2 separate regions of the Mus musculus genome follow, and region 2 is linked to region 1. The links are chromatin contacts, called in public promoter capture Hi-C maps. All regions are on one chromosome and are shown on one strand. The core of a region is the stretch at or near the end of the contact, and the rest is flanking DNA. Distances in the headings are between cores, read along the strand shown.

The links. Capture Hi-C pulls out chosen DNA fragments and counts their contacts.
Region 2: a contact with region 1 is called in a promoter capture Hi-C map of liver, with 5 times the contacts expected there. The contact joins the promoter of Arl6ip6 here to the promoter of Rbm43 in region 1. A contact is called at or near these places in 3 of 39 promoter capture datasets (liver and pre-B cells), 3 of 484 Hi-C or Micro-C datasets (B cells, CD4 T cells and Th1 cells), 2 of 115 datasets of contacts at active chromatin or transcription factors (pro-B cells and thymic regulatory T cells) and 2 of 9 other capture datasets (adipose tissue and liver).

Annotation. Positions count from the first base shown.
Region 1 is chr2:51,932,632-51,939,372 of GRCm38.p6, forward strand. Rbm43 (RNA binding motif protein 43) reads right to left here and starts at 2,532. Exons shown (of 5, transcript NM_001141981.2): 1 at 2,201-2,532. It also overlaps the pseudogene Gm13495.
Region 2 is chr2:53,187,550-53,193,497 of GRCm38.p6, forward strand. Arl6ip6 (ADP-ribosylation factor-like 6 interacting protein 6) reads left to right here and starts at 4,535. Exons shown (of 4, transcript NM_022989.4): 1 at 4,535-4,973. The coding sequence starts at 4,574. Prpf40a (pre-mRNA processing factor 40A) reads right to left here and starts at 3,705. Exons shown (of 26, transcript NM_018785.3): 1 at 3,474-3,705; 2 at 2,420-2,551. The coding sequence starts at 3,683.

The sequences.
Region 1 (6,741 bases), core at 1,282-3,781:
CATCCGACAACACATTGGGCACAAGTGGCAAGCAGAAAGAAATCTGTTGCCCTGAAATTCTGTCCTCTTCAAAACATGTACTGTACAGAGCTGGGAAAATGGCTCAGGGGTTAAGAGGCCTTGCTACTCCTACAGAGAACCTGGGTTCCATTCCCTACACCAACCTGGTGGCTCACAACAGCCTGTAACTCCAGTTCAAGGGAGTCTGACACCCTCTTCTGGCTTTTGAAGACACCAGGCACGCATGTGATGTACATACATACATGGAGGCAAAACACACACATAAAATACGATAAAATTAATTTAACGAATAAAAATGTGCGGTGTTGTCTTTCTGCCCTGCAGCATTCAAGGGGCTTGACAATTCATCCAGTGGGGACTTCTAGCTCAAGGATAAGAAGGTCACTTACGTCATTTCAGAGGAGCTCGGTTTGCATAAAAACCATATTGCTCTACAGAAGGAAACAGAGCATCTCATTTCGAACACATACCACCCACAATAAAATCCTGTAAGACTACAGTAAAGGCCATCCAGGATTAAGAAGCAAGATTAATTCTGGCTAAAGCACGAAAGGCTCTGTGAATGAGAGGCCTTGAAGGCTGGGGCAGAACTGGAGTTGAGACAACAAAATATCAAGAAAAAAGAAGTTTTCAGGCTGAGCAGTGGCAGTGCACACCTTAGATCCCAGCACTGGGAGGCAGAGGCAGGTGGATCTCCATGAGTGTGAGGTCACAATGCTCTATAAAGCTAGTTCCACGACAGCCAAGGCTACATAGAGAAACACCGTCTTGGACAACCAAACCAAAAAGAGGGGGAGGGAGGAGGAGGGGCGGGGAGGGGGGAGGAGGGAGGGGAGAGGAACAGGGGGAAGTTGTTTTCAGCACACAAAGCTGGGGCAGGGATGTGGGGAGGGGGGGGGGGCATGGCTCATGTTGGTCGAATACAAGGCAAAGGGAGACCTCCTGAAGATAAAATTCTCAAAACTGTAAAAAGTTAAAACTTACTGGGTATATGACAAAAAAGACACTTTAATGGAAGTAAACTATTTGTCTTCTAGATGGTATAGTGAAAAGATGAAAATATACCTCAGTCTAGTCCTCAGACACTTAATGCAATTTCCCTTACAAGAGGAACTTTTCAGACTTCCAGCCTGTGTGACTTCCTGGCTTTTATCTCTGCAGCACAGTTCCCTGACAGCCCACGCCAGCCTCCTTGGTAAGTGGCTCATGAACTACAGACCTTCCAGCCATTCATCAATATCAAAGACAAATATCCATTTAAGCTCAGGAGAGCTCCACACCTCATCAGCACTAATGCGTTTCTTAATTCAAGTGTCTACGCACACGTTATCTTTAGAATCACCTTGTTCTGCAAGACCTCACTTCATTCCGTGGTCTCGTCAACGTCCTGCACATCCTTTCTTCACTAACTCACTTAAGTCTGAGGACATGTGGCTACATGCCTTCTCCTGAGACCCGTTATAAGCAGAGAATGACCTGTCTTCCTCTGTGCACAGTGAAGAAGAAAAACAATCCACTCAAAGACTATGAAATACGGGAATTTCAGCAGAGGTGTGGTGCCATTTTACAGTTTCCATGCTCTGCTTTAAGAAGCTCTGGCCTTGATGTCAGAAAGGAAGGAAGGAAGGAGAAAAAGAGGGAGAGAGAGGGAGACAGACAGACAGACTGACAGTGGTGTAAAGTAACACTTTCTTCTTAAGTGTGGCACTAAGAAGAAATATTTCATTTGCTGTTTTGTTTTCTATTTGTTTTCTCAATAGTTTATTTTCATGCACTATACCTTGACTCTCACCAAGTAAAACACACACACACACACACACACACACACACACACACACACACACACACACACACACACACAAAATCAGGTAAAATATATATAGAAACTCACGCACTCACTGTAACAGCTCCAAAACACAGTCATCTAGGCAAAACCCCGGGTCCCTGGTCAAAGGCCTAGCTCTGACGGAGAGAGGGACAGCAAGCCAGTGCCTTCAGCTCAGACACTTCTTACTGGCTCCTTCCAGTAGTTAGCCTCCATTTCTGGGTCACTGTCCTCGCCCCCACTCCTAACCGCAGTCCCGCCCAAACCACCTTCCGGACAAAACCCGTGAGTCCCTGCCTATTGAGCAGGGGCGGGTGAGAAAAGAGGCCGTATCCCCACGCGTGGGAGCCAGACCTGCTGCGCCCGTGACGGCCACTTCGGGGCGCGCGACCGCGCAGGACACGTGCTCCGGGACCCTCGGCGCGCCTTCCTGCACTGCAACCCGGGGAAAAGCGACTTGCCAGGCCTCGGAGATGTTCGAGCAGCGGGAGCGCTAAACTGGAGGTGAACGGGTTCCGCTTTCGCTTTCCAGTTCCGTTTCCTTGGAGACTCAGTTTGGAAGGGCGGAGCCCGGCTGGGTCGGTCCCTTGGCGCCTTTGAGGTACCTGTGCAAGATGCCCCAGGGGCATCTGGGCTTCTCTCCAAACTCATTCCTAGGCTTTGCCCCGTCTCTCCAGCGCATTCTCAAACCCGATCCCCGACACTTCCTTCCCGCCAGCAGGGTCCGCCCAGGCTCATCACCGGTGGAACGCAGAGCACATGAAGAAGGTACCCTGCTGCCCACAAAACTCAATCACTTGGCCGAATGGCCCTGGAGCCTGGGACACAAGAAATCTAGCCCAGTAAAATCAAAGAAATATAAAGGCAAAAGCAGAGCACGAACTCCCTTGTAAAGAAATAGAAACTGAAATTGGGAGATACCAATTTTCAACCGGTGTGCTCAAATTAGCAGATCCCACAAACCAGTTTAGATGCAAACATTTCTAAAGATTTGGACATCTCTCAGGGACTCAGAATACAGCTCCCCACATAAGCACTTTAGCTTGCCCTATTCCTGAAGCCAAGTCCCTCTGACCCCTTCCTGACTCTCTCCTGCATTTTTGTTGACCCTAAGCCAGTCACAGAAAACAGGATTCTTCTTCCCCAACGTTGGGTCATATAAAATAGACACCTCTCGTCCCAAACAAGCTATGAAACATACTCCCCTCTCTCTGAGGGAAGTCCCATTCCCGCATTAAGGAATGCTGCACAGAGCAAAGATGAATCCAGACAGGCTGGGATGGCTAATCTTGACTGTCAACTTGATTAATTTGGGAAGAGGACCTTCAACTGAGAAACTACCTCTGTACTGTAGGCATGTCTGTGGCATTTTCTGTCCTTTTTTCATTTTTTGGTTTTTCGAGATAGGATTTCTCTGTGTAACTCTGGCTGTCCTGGAACTTGCTCTGTATACCAGGTTAGCCTCGAACACAGGGATATCTGCCTGCCTTGGCTAGAATTAAAGGGGTGTACTGCCGCTATTGGAGTGTGGCATTTTCTTGATTGCTAATTTATGCAGAAGAGGTGAGCCTCCTGTGGGCGGTACCATCCTTAGGCAGGTGAAAGTGAGCAGACAGGAAGTGGTCAGCAGCAGTTCCGCCAGGCTCCTGCTTCAGGTTCCTGGCTTGCGCTGCTGTAACCTATAAACCAAAATAGACCTTGACCTTCCCAGGGTGCTTTGGGTCATGGAGTTTATCCAGCAATAGAGAGCAAACCAGAACAAGAAAGCGAACTTCTGTCCAGTCACAGTTCCCAAAGCTGTCCAATCTTTATCTACCTTGAGCATAAAAACTGTATTTTTCGGGCCTCTGGCTGTTTCTCTCGGATGACCTCTGTGTCACATTCAATGGTGATAAGCTATTAATAAAATTAGTATGCTGTTCTGATGCTCTTCTTCTTTTCAGTAGGATTGGTAGCCGTGACCTTTACCGTGACTAAGGTAAAGGTCTTCCTGTTCTAGCATTATCAAAATACAAAGACATGCAAGCGTGTAAATGTGCAATTATCCTCAAACTTAGCAGCTCTACTCTTGGAAGTTCCCTTCCAACACTAGTGCATGAGTGACCCCAAGAGGCCGGACAGAAATGAATATATGCTGCTTGTAGTGAGGAGTCCACTCAGCTCACCAATGAAAGGACCTACTTACATACTTGATGGTACTTCACAGCTATGAAGATTTTAGGACAGAATGAGATAGGTCTCCTCTCCATGTAATTATATAGTTCCTCAATTTATAGTTTATCTCCAGATCTTCCTGTCTCGGCCTTCAAAGTGCTAGGATTTCAAGCTGATGCCACCATGCTGACACATCCCCACTATGCCAATTTGAATGTCTAATAAAGTGTAATGAGAGCAAACAGAAAGAACACTTTTTTCCCCTATGTTTTGGATTGAAGCCAGTGCCTGTGCACGAGAGGCCAGCACTATCCTCCTGACTCCCTGCTTCCTACTCTATCAGCTTGCTTACACCCCCACATTTATGTTCTTGATACAGCATGGTGTCTTCCTTTCCTTTTGCTGCAATCAAATCCCTGGACATAATCAGGTTAATGGAGAAAGGGTTTCTCCTGGCTCACAGTTTCATCTGCAGGATGGCAGGAACTTGAGACAACCAATGGCACCACACCCACAGACAGGAGCAGAAAGCAATGGACTAACAACTGCTTAGCTTGATTCCTCCTCTCTTATGCAACTTATGCGACCCAGGATCCCTTGCTCAGAGAACAGCGCCACCACTATTATAACCACAGAGATGCAGTAGCCTAGACAATCCCTCACTGAAACGTTTTCTAGGCGATTCTAGCTACATTGTGTCAAATGTGTCGTGGTAAATTCCCAACCCAAATAACCCCGTGCAAAGAAAACACAACTCAATTAGTATGAATATAAGCTGCAGGCCTAGGTTGGGCAGATCTCCCACTGCACTACTCTATTCTCCAGCTGTGAGATCCCTTATAACTTGTGGGTTCCCTAAACCTCCTGCTTTTGCTCCATTTTCCTTCCAACTCCTCCTCCTCCATCATCCTCTCTTCTCTCCCTCTCCTCCTTCTCCCTAAAACTTTTTAGCTCCACCTTCCCTTCCACTGCCAATCACCTGCTCTAGCCTTTATTTTGCAAGTTAAAATGGGCAGAAAGCTCACAAAACGTTACCTGAGTATTTGATTCACTCCTTGTCCCAGGCAGCCCCTCTTGGGGAAGCAGAATTAGCATCAAAATACAAGCAGCACCAGAGCAATCCACAATACAAATTGGCAAAACTAAACTTAATATACGATCATAAAGACCCTTTCTAAAGTTTTAAAATATTGAAACAATGTTTGACATTTTCATAAACTGCATTCATGTTGGCAAAAAAAAAAAAAAGAATCACAAGATGACACTGTAAGAAGTTTCCCCTCTCCCTAACATACTTGGGAATAGAAAAAGGGAAATTTTCTTTTTTCCAAGTCTGATTATTTATTTATTTATTTATTTATTTATTACCCTTTAAGAGTTATTTTTGAGTGGACTCGACACTTAAGTAGAAGTCCTCAGCTTCCTTCATTTGCAGACAAAAGTTTAGTGTAGTCTGCAGCCTGCTCTTTGTTTTTGCTGCCCTGTTTCTTCAGAGCTTCATGAACTTTTGTGTGGTAGGTCATGTGGCGTAACAAGACGCCAACTCTTAGGGGCTTTGGTCTTGGGCTTCCTGCCTTCTCTGTTAAAGGACATCCTGCCAACATACAAGTGGACATCATTGTCTTTAGAGAGATTGGAGTTTTCAGATTCTGCGAGTTCTTCAGGGCCTCAACTACCAAGACACAGTGGTGTCTCTCAGCTTAGTAGCACCCCTCTCTCCTTTTTCTACAATATCCACATTGAGAACATCACCCACAATCCATCCCTGGGCAGATTTGTGTGCTTTGGTCTTTGGTCTCTACAAGAATGTCATTTTCTCAACAACAAAAGAGGGTCTGCTGTGGTCAAGACACCCTGCTTCATAGGAAAACCTTGTTTATCGTTCCCACCACTGATTCAGACCTCGTAGCCCTCCCATCCTTCATCTAGAACATCACCAGGAATGTCTGCGACTCTTGGCTTCTCATAGAAAGTACAAAGTTTGTGTTCACTGTCCACTGTGGCGCATTTCTGACAGCTGGTGGCTGGGAAGGATACTCAGCTTGATCTTGACACAGCCCACAGCTCAGGAGGCAGCACAGAAAGGGGTGAGGACAAAGCAAAGGGGAAATTTTAGTCACCACCTCTTTAATAAATTTTAGACATATTCTCTCTCTTGCATGTGTGTGAAAGAGAGGTGTGTGTGTGTGTGTGTGTGTGTGTGTGTGTGTGTGTGTGTGTGTGTGTGTGTGGGCGGGGGTGGGGGTGGAGGGGTAGGGCCAGTAAGATGTCTCAGTGAGTAAACGTCTGGCGAGCCTAACAACCTGAGAGGCTCCTCATGGTAAAAGGAGATAACAGACTCTACAAGTTATCTTCAGATCTCCATATGTGCTATGTAGTGTGCTTAGACACACATATATACACACCTACAGATTCAATGATGTTCTTCTCACAATCTCTAAAACACTGTATATAGAAACTAAAAAACAAGTATAACAGGTAGAGCTACCATTTATGATAGCACTATTTATGAAGCTAAGGTTTAATGATGACTTTAAGGACAGCCTGAGCTACATAAAAAGACCCAGTCTCAGAGGAAGAAGAAAGGGAGATGGAGGAGGAGAAGGAGAAGGAACAGGGGAAAGAGAAGGAGAAAAAGGGAGAGGGAAGGCAAATAGAGGAGGAGGAGGGAGAAAGGAAGAGAGGGAGGGAGGGAGAGAAGGAGGGAGCCACTGAGCTTGCCTGCTCCTTAGTTCCCCCAG
Region 2 (5,948 bases), core at 3,285-5,784, 1.3 Mb after region 1:
TCTGGATGCTACCTAACACAATGTACATGCTATCTCTATAAGTAACTATATAGTTGTTTCACGTGTTAAATGTGACTATGACAAGGCAAAAAGTCTGCTTGTGGTCTGGAAATTGTAATTTATTTTTCATGTACTATAAGCCCATGTTAGATGAAATAATGGCCACAGAATTCTGCAGTTATAAAAGATCAACTATTTTTGAAGATTATAAAGCCCTTAGTCCCGAAAATCTAAAAGTTTTTAACAAACTTTAAAAAAGATGGATGGCAAAACTATACAGGTACCCTGCTTCTTCTCAATTATCTTCTCATTATAATTACTATTAATAATCCAGAGCATATGCAAAGAGAAGAAATGATGCAGGAAAACAATCAGTTCATCATTAAGAAAAGGTACACAGAGCTTTGAGAAAGAATCCTGGAGCCCTTAAGGATTCAGCTTAGCTTTACCATAAGCTAGGACCCATACTCTTAGGTAGGAAGTGGGCACTAGATAATGACCTAATTTTGAGAAAATAACAGCAATTTTCTTGAGACTTTCAGATCTGGTCTCCCAAAGTATTCATTATCCTCACAGAGGAAGAATGCTAAACATTTAAACAGTCAGGTGCACAGAACATATTAGACTAAAAAAAAAATTAATAATAGTAGAAAACCATGAAGCAAAAGTCAAAATATCTGAAGTGTGTAAGTATAAAGTAAACTAATTAGGAATATGGTCACTGGCACAGCTAAAGAGAAGGGGCCACAAAACAAACTGTGACCAGTGTATGCCAATTACTTAAAAAAATAAAGTAAAATCTGCACTGTACTAAAAATGAGTAGCTGGCATCTCAGGACTGCTAGTGCAACAGCACCGGGACAGCAAGGGTAAGCAGGCCAACCCCTTGCAAACTTACCTTGCCTGGCCCAATGGACACAGAAGGCCCCAGAAAAGAGAGAAGCGTCTGGCAGTAGCAAATTGTTTTATTTTATCTTTCTGTGGAAAGAAACTAATTTTAAATAAGAACCAGAGCATTAGAGAATAAATATTTTTTAAAGCTCATTATCTAGTTAGAGCAGCTCTACCAAGAAAACAAGAAGGGTTTTGTGCTGCTTAGAGATGGAAAGATACAGAAAAAGAATCAAGAGTTGTCTCTGCATATCCTAGGGAGTTTTAAAGTATTATTATTCGAGAGTAACAGAGCAAAAGAATCTTTTCTATAAGGAACTCCTGCAGGCAGAATCTTTTCAGTTTGGTGCCTTTGAATACAATTTTCTTATCCAAAATTAAGGGCTATATTCCAAATATAAAAGAAAACCACTTAACACTGAGCCATTCTACTCTTTAAAATAAAAAAAGCAAACAAACAAAAAAACACAAGTTCCTGTTTCCCCCTGTAATTTCACCAGTAACTTTAGCCTTCATTGCTCAAACCATCGTCAAACTCAATAGTACTCATTAGCAAAAGAAAATATACAACTGGCTTTCTAAAATATTCTGCTAATCAAAAATTTCATGACTTATCAAGATATTCAACTGGAATAACCCAGCCCACCTAAGAATCAGTGTATTATATAGAACCTAGCATAGGACAGAACTGTTGATGCACCTCAAGCTCTTGTCTTTCTTGACCACTTCTCTAGAAATTCTACCCGTGTTCCTGAGTCATCTTAAAACCTTTTAATCCAATCACTCCTACGAAAAAACGTCCATTTACGATTTGTGCTAGAGATTCAAGGGGCAACGCACAAGTAGGAGTATAGAAGCAATTATCATTCAAAAATTAAGTAGAAAATGAGCTACCTATTTGGCACTGTCCAGGAAAGAATTAGTAATAGAGCAGAAAATCCCTCCGCACCCCAAACAAGAGGAAGATACTCCAAGAATAAAATTCATTCTACATGAAAACCCCAAGTAACTACTATTTTTCTGATGCTAGGCTTTACACATTCACCACGATTATCTTCTGATATATATTTACTCCTAGACCATTAATAATTATAATGCCTGAAATAAAGTCACTAAGTTAAATAGATTAGATGTATACTCTCACTTTAAATTATTTGCTTGGTTTTCCAGATAGGGTTTCTCTGTCTTGGAACTCAGTCTATAGATCCAGGCTGGCCTTGAACTCAGAGATCTAACTGCCACTGCCTCCCAAGTGCTGGGATCAAAGGCGTGCGCCACCACAGCCGGCTTATTTTTTTTAAAGCTTAATTTTGTTGAGGAAGTCAGTTAATTTTTTCTCATACAGTCTTACTACATTCAAAATTTGGTTACAGACATGAGCAATGTAATGTTTTGTCTTGTTTGAAGACATTACGTGGATATAAACTAACCTTTAAAGGGCTGCAAGTACACCACTGACTTACATCTTAAATACATCTCGACACACTCAAACAAAACTAAGCAAGCCAAAGGGAAAGCGTCTTCTTACTTGTCCCATTGGAGGCCCTCCCATAGGGGGCATCATCTGTGGCATCATTCCATGAGGTACAGGAGGCATGTTTGCTCTCTGACCCATAGGGTGCATGCCCATTGGTGCATAATGCATGCCAGGATGCCCCATCTGAAAAATAATAAAAAGGGAGAGTGAGAGACAGTTAAATGCTTCTTTAAAATGTCATTTCAAAAACAACAACTAAAACCCATCAATTAAGGCACAATATTAAATCACTGTGATTAAATTACAGTATTAGCATATACTGAAGTTAATCTTAATTACACTACAGTGATTATTAGATGGGGCCTGAAAATTTACAAAATAATGGAAAAGTTAAACCCATTAGCGGATTACAACCCCTCTCCAATGACTTAACAAACTGTTAAATGACTGGTCAGACTTGGTGACTATGTATTGAATTCCAACTTAAAAAATTATTACGATGAACACAACTTCCGTCACCTTTATACACATAACCAGCTTATACTACTTAAAATTACATTCATATGGACAAGACCTAAAACAGAGTGCGGGTACCCAAGAGTACTTCACAAATGTTTTAATAGAGTTAAACTGTCCCAGACACTAACAAATTCATGCCGTTTTAGGGAGCTTAAAATATAATACTTCCATTGTTCCTGGCTTGAAACTAAGTATCCGCAGCCAATTCTCCCAACCGAATCCCCCAAGCCCTGCAAATCACCACCACTCCCGGAGAAATAAGACCGCAGCAGCCGCTCCTTAAGTCCCACAGACTTAAGTGTCCCTACTGTAAGTCAAGCCTGGGGCTCTCAGATGCACAGTCCGCCCGGGGCCCAGCACCTTCCTTCTTCCTAAGGCATCTATCTACCTAGGCCAAGACCACTGGCAAGTCCAAGGTCCCACCTATTTCTTTGTGTGTTCCCGCCCTCCATCTCTCCCCCTTGGGACGTAGCCCACCATCTGCAGCTCTCTTCCTGATATGCTCTTCTCCGTTTGGAGAGAGCTTCCTGTTTCTCTGACTCGGTTTTTCATTGTGCCGCTTTCCCCTACCCCGCCGATCCCTTACCGAGGGCCGTCTCCTCAGGAAGCCGTCAGCAGAGACCCAAGAACTGGAGCACAGGTTTGAGCCGGACAATCTCCGCTCCCCGTCCCCGGGACCCCGCGAGGGAGGTTGGCTCTCCATTTCACTCACCATGAGGCCTCCACGCTCGGCTCCAGTCCCCGGCCTCATCGTCGGGCTCAGACTGCTCCGTCGGCGGCCACTGCCGCTGCACATACCAACAAGAAGCGATCTGAGTGGCTGGCGCCCGCCGGGGCCAAAGGGTAAAGGCTGCCCTGAGCTGCGGGGCGGGATCAGCGGGGCCAATAAACTGACAGGCTTCCCTACTGTCCAATCAGAGCGCGAGACCGACAGGCAGCTCTGCGGCGATTCGCCCCCTGCCTCGCTCGGCGTCGCCTGCATGGAGGGGGGGGGAGGGGGGACGGAGGAAGTTTCTGCGTCGAGTGCTCTGCCGGGGAAACTCTACCAACTTCCCCCAGGAAAGGGGACACGGCGGGGACCCAGATTCCCGGGTTCGGGCCACCGCACCCCGTCGGGGGGTGGGGCAGTGGCGTCCAGCCCCTCGCCCTAGTTACGTTCGCCCCACAAACCTGAGGCCACCAGGGGTGGGGTGGGGGTGGGGCGGGGGAAGCGGCACCCGGCGTTAGCGGCCTAGTGCGCGCGCGCGCGGTTGCCCTGGGGAGGGGGTCGTGCCTTTGGGGGTGGGGGGGAGAAACTCGAGAGCTGCGCGCGCGCCCGGCATAGTGAAGGGCGGAGGCGCGAACTGTATCTGGCGGGGAGCGGTAAAGACAGAGATCTCTCGCCCGAGGGAGGAAGCGACTGGCGGTTAGGAAGGCGCGGAACTGCGGTCATGGGGCTCGAGAGGTGCGTGCCCACAGGACCCGAAAGGGTGGAATAAATGAGAGTGTTGTCGCGGCGGGCCATGGGCGCGCGCTCCCACGGCGCCTCCGGAAGCGGAGTCCCCGGGTAACCCGCTCTTGCACTCCCCTACGGTTCTGCGCGCGGTGGTTGGGTCCGCCGACGGCCGTCTCTGATTGGCTGTAGCCGGGGCGGGGCGTGGCGGTGGTGGACAGCCGACCTTCGCGGGACTCTCAGTCTTTCCCGCCATGTCGTTCGTGGAGAGTTGGAGGTTTGCGGGCGCGCGGAGGCGCCGTCAGGTTACCCCAGGCCCTGCGACTCGGCCCGGGTATTCCGACTACACTCAGGGGGACAGCTGGGGTGAGGGCGAAGGCGACGAAGACGAGGGATGCGACCAAGTGGCCCGCGACTTGCGGGCAGAGTTCTCAGCCAGGGCGTCGTCGGAGACCAAGAGGGCCCCGCTACTCCCCCGGGTCGGGGACGGGTCTCCGGTCCTGCCGGATAAGCGCAACGGCATCTTCCCGGCCACTGCGGCCAAGCGAACCCAGGCTCGGCGGTGGCCCATCCAAGCCCTTTCCATTCTCTGTTCGCTGCTGTTCGCCGTCCTCCTTGCTTTCCTTCTCGCCATCGCCTACATGATCGTTAAAGGTATTGAAGCCCAGGCCTTGAAAGGCTGTCCAGCGTAAAGTGCAGCCAGTACATCACACGCCCCCATTCACACTCTCCTCCCAAAGCGTTCCCTCGAGACTGCTATCGTCCCTTTTGTCTTCTCTCCCTAGATGGACGTCCTTGCTCCGTCATGAGACCCATTTAGAAAAGATCTTTGGCTAAATCTACAGTCTTTAATGCCGTAAAGGCATTGAACACTTTGAGTTGAAACAGCAGAGCCCCTTACTTTTAAAAGGATCAAAAAAGTACGTGTAAGAAAGTACTGCTGTACGTCCTAAGGCTGATGTTAAGAGACATGCTGGGTTTGCACTGTTCTCTGAACCTAGGACAAGGATCCCCACCCCCACCCCATCCCAAGTTTCTACTTTTCTCTCTCTCTCTCTCTTTCTTTCTTTTTTTCTTTTTTGAGACAGGGTTTCTCTGTATAGACCTGGCTGTCCTGGAACTCACTTTGTAGACCAAACTGGCTGGCTTTCTTTCTTTCTTTTTTTTTTTTAATATTCTTTTTTAAAAATTTTTATTAGATATTTTCTTCATTTACATTTTAAATGCTATCCTGAAAGCCCCCTATACTCCCCCCCCCCCCGCCCTCTCGCCCTGCCCCCCTACCCACCCACTCCCACTACTTGGCCCTGGCATTCCCCTGTACTGGGGTATATAAAGTTTACAAGACTAAGGGGCCTCTCTTGCCAATGATGGCCGACTAGGCCATCTTTTGATACATATGCAGCTAGAGTCAAGAACTCCGGGGTGCTGGTTAGTTCATATTGCTGTTCCACCTATAGGGTTGCAGTTCCCATTAGCTCCTTGGGTACTTTCTCTAGCTCCTCCATTGGGAGCCCTGTGATCCATCCAATAGCTGACTGTGAGCATCCACTACTGTATTTGCCATGGCCTTGATTTCTGAGTTCAGAAACCCGCCTGCTTCTGCCTCCCAAGTGCTGGGATTAAAGA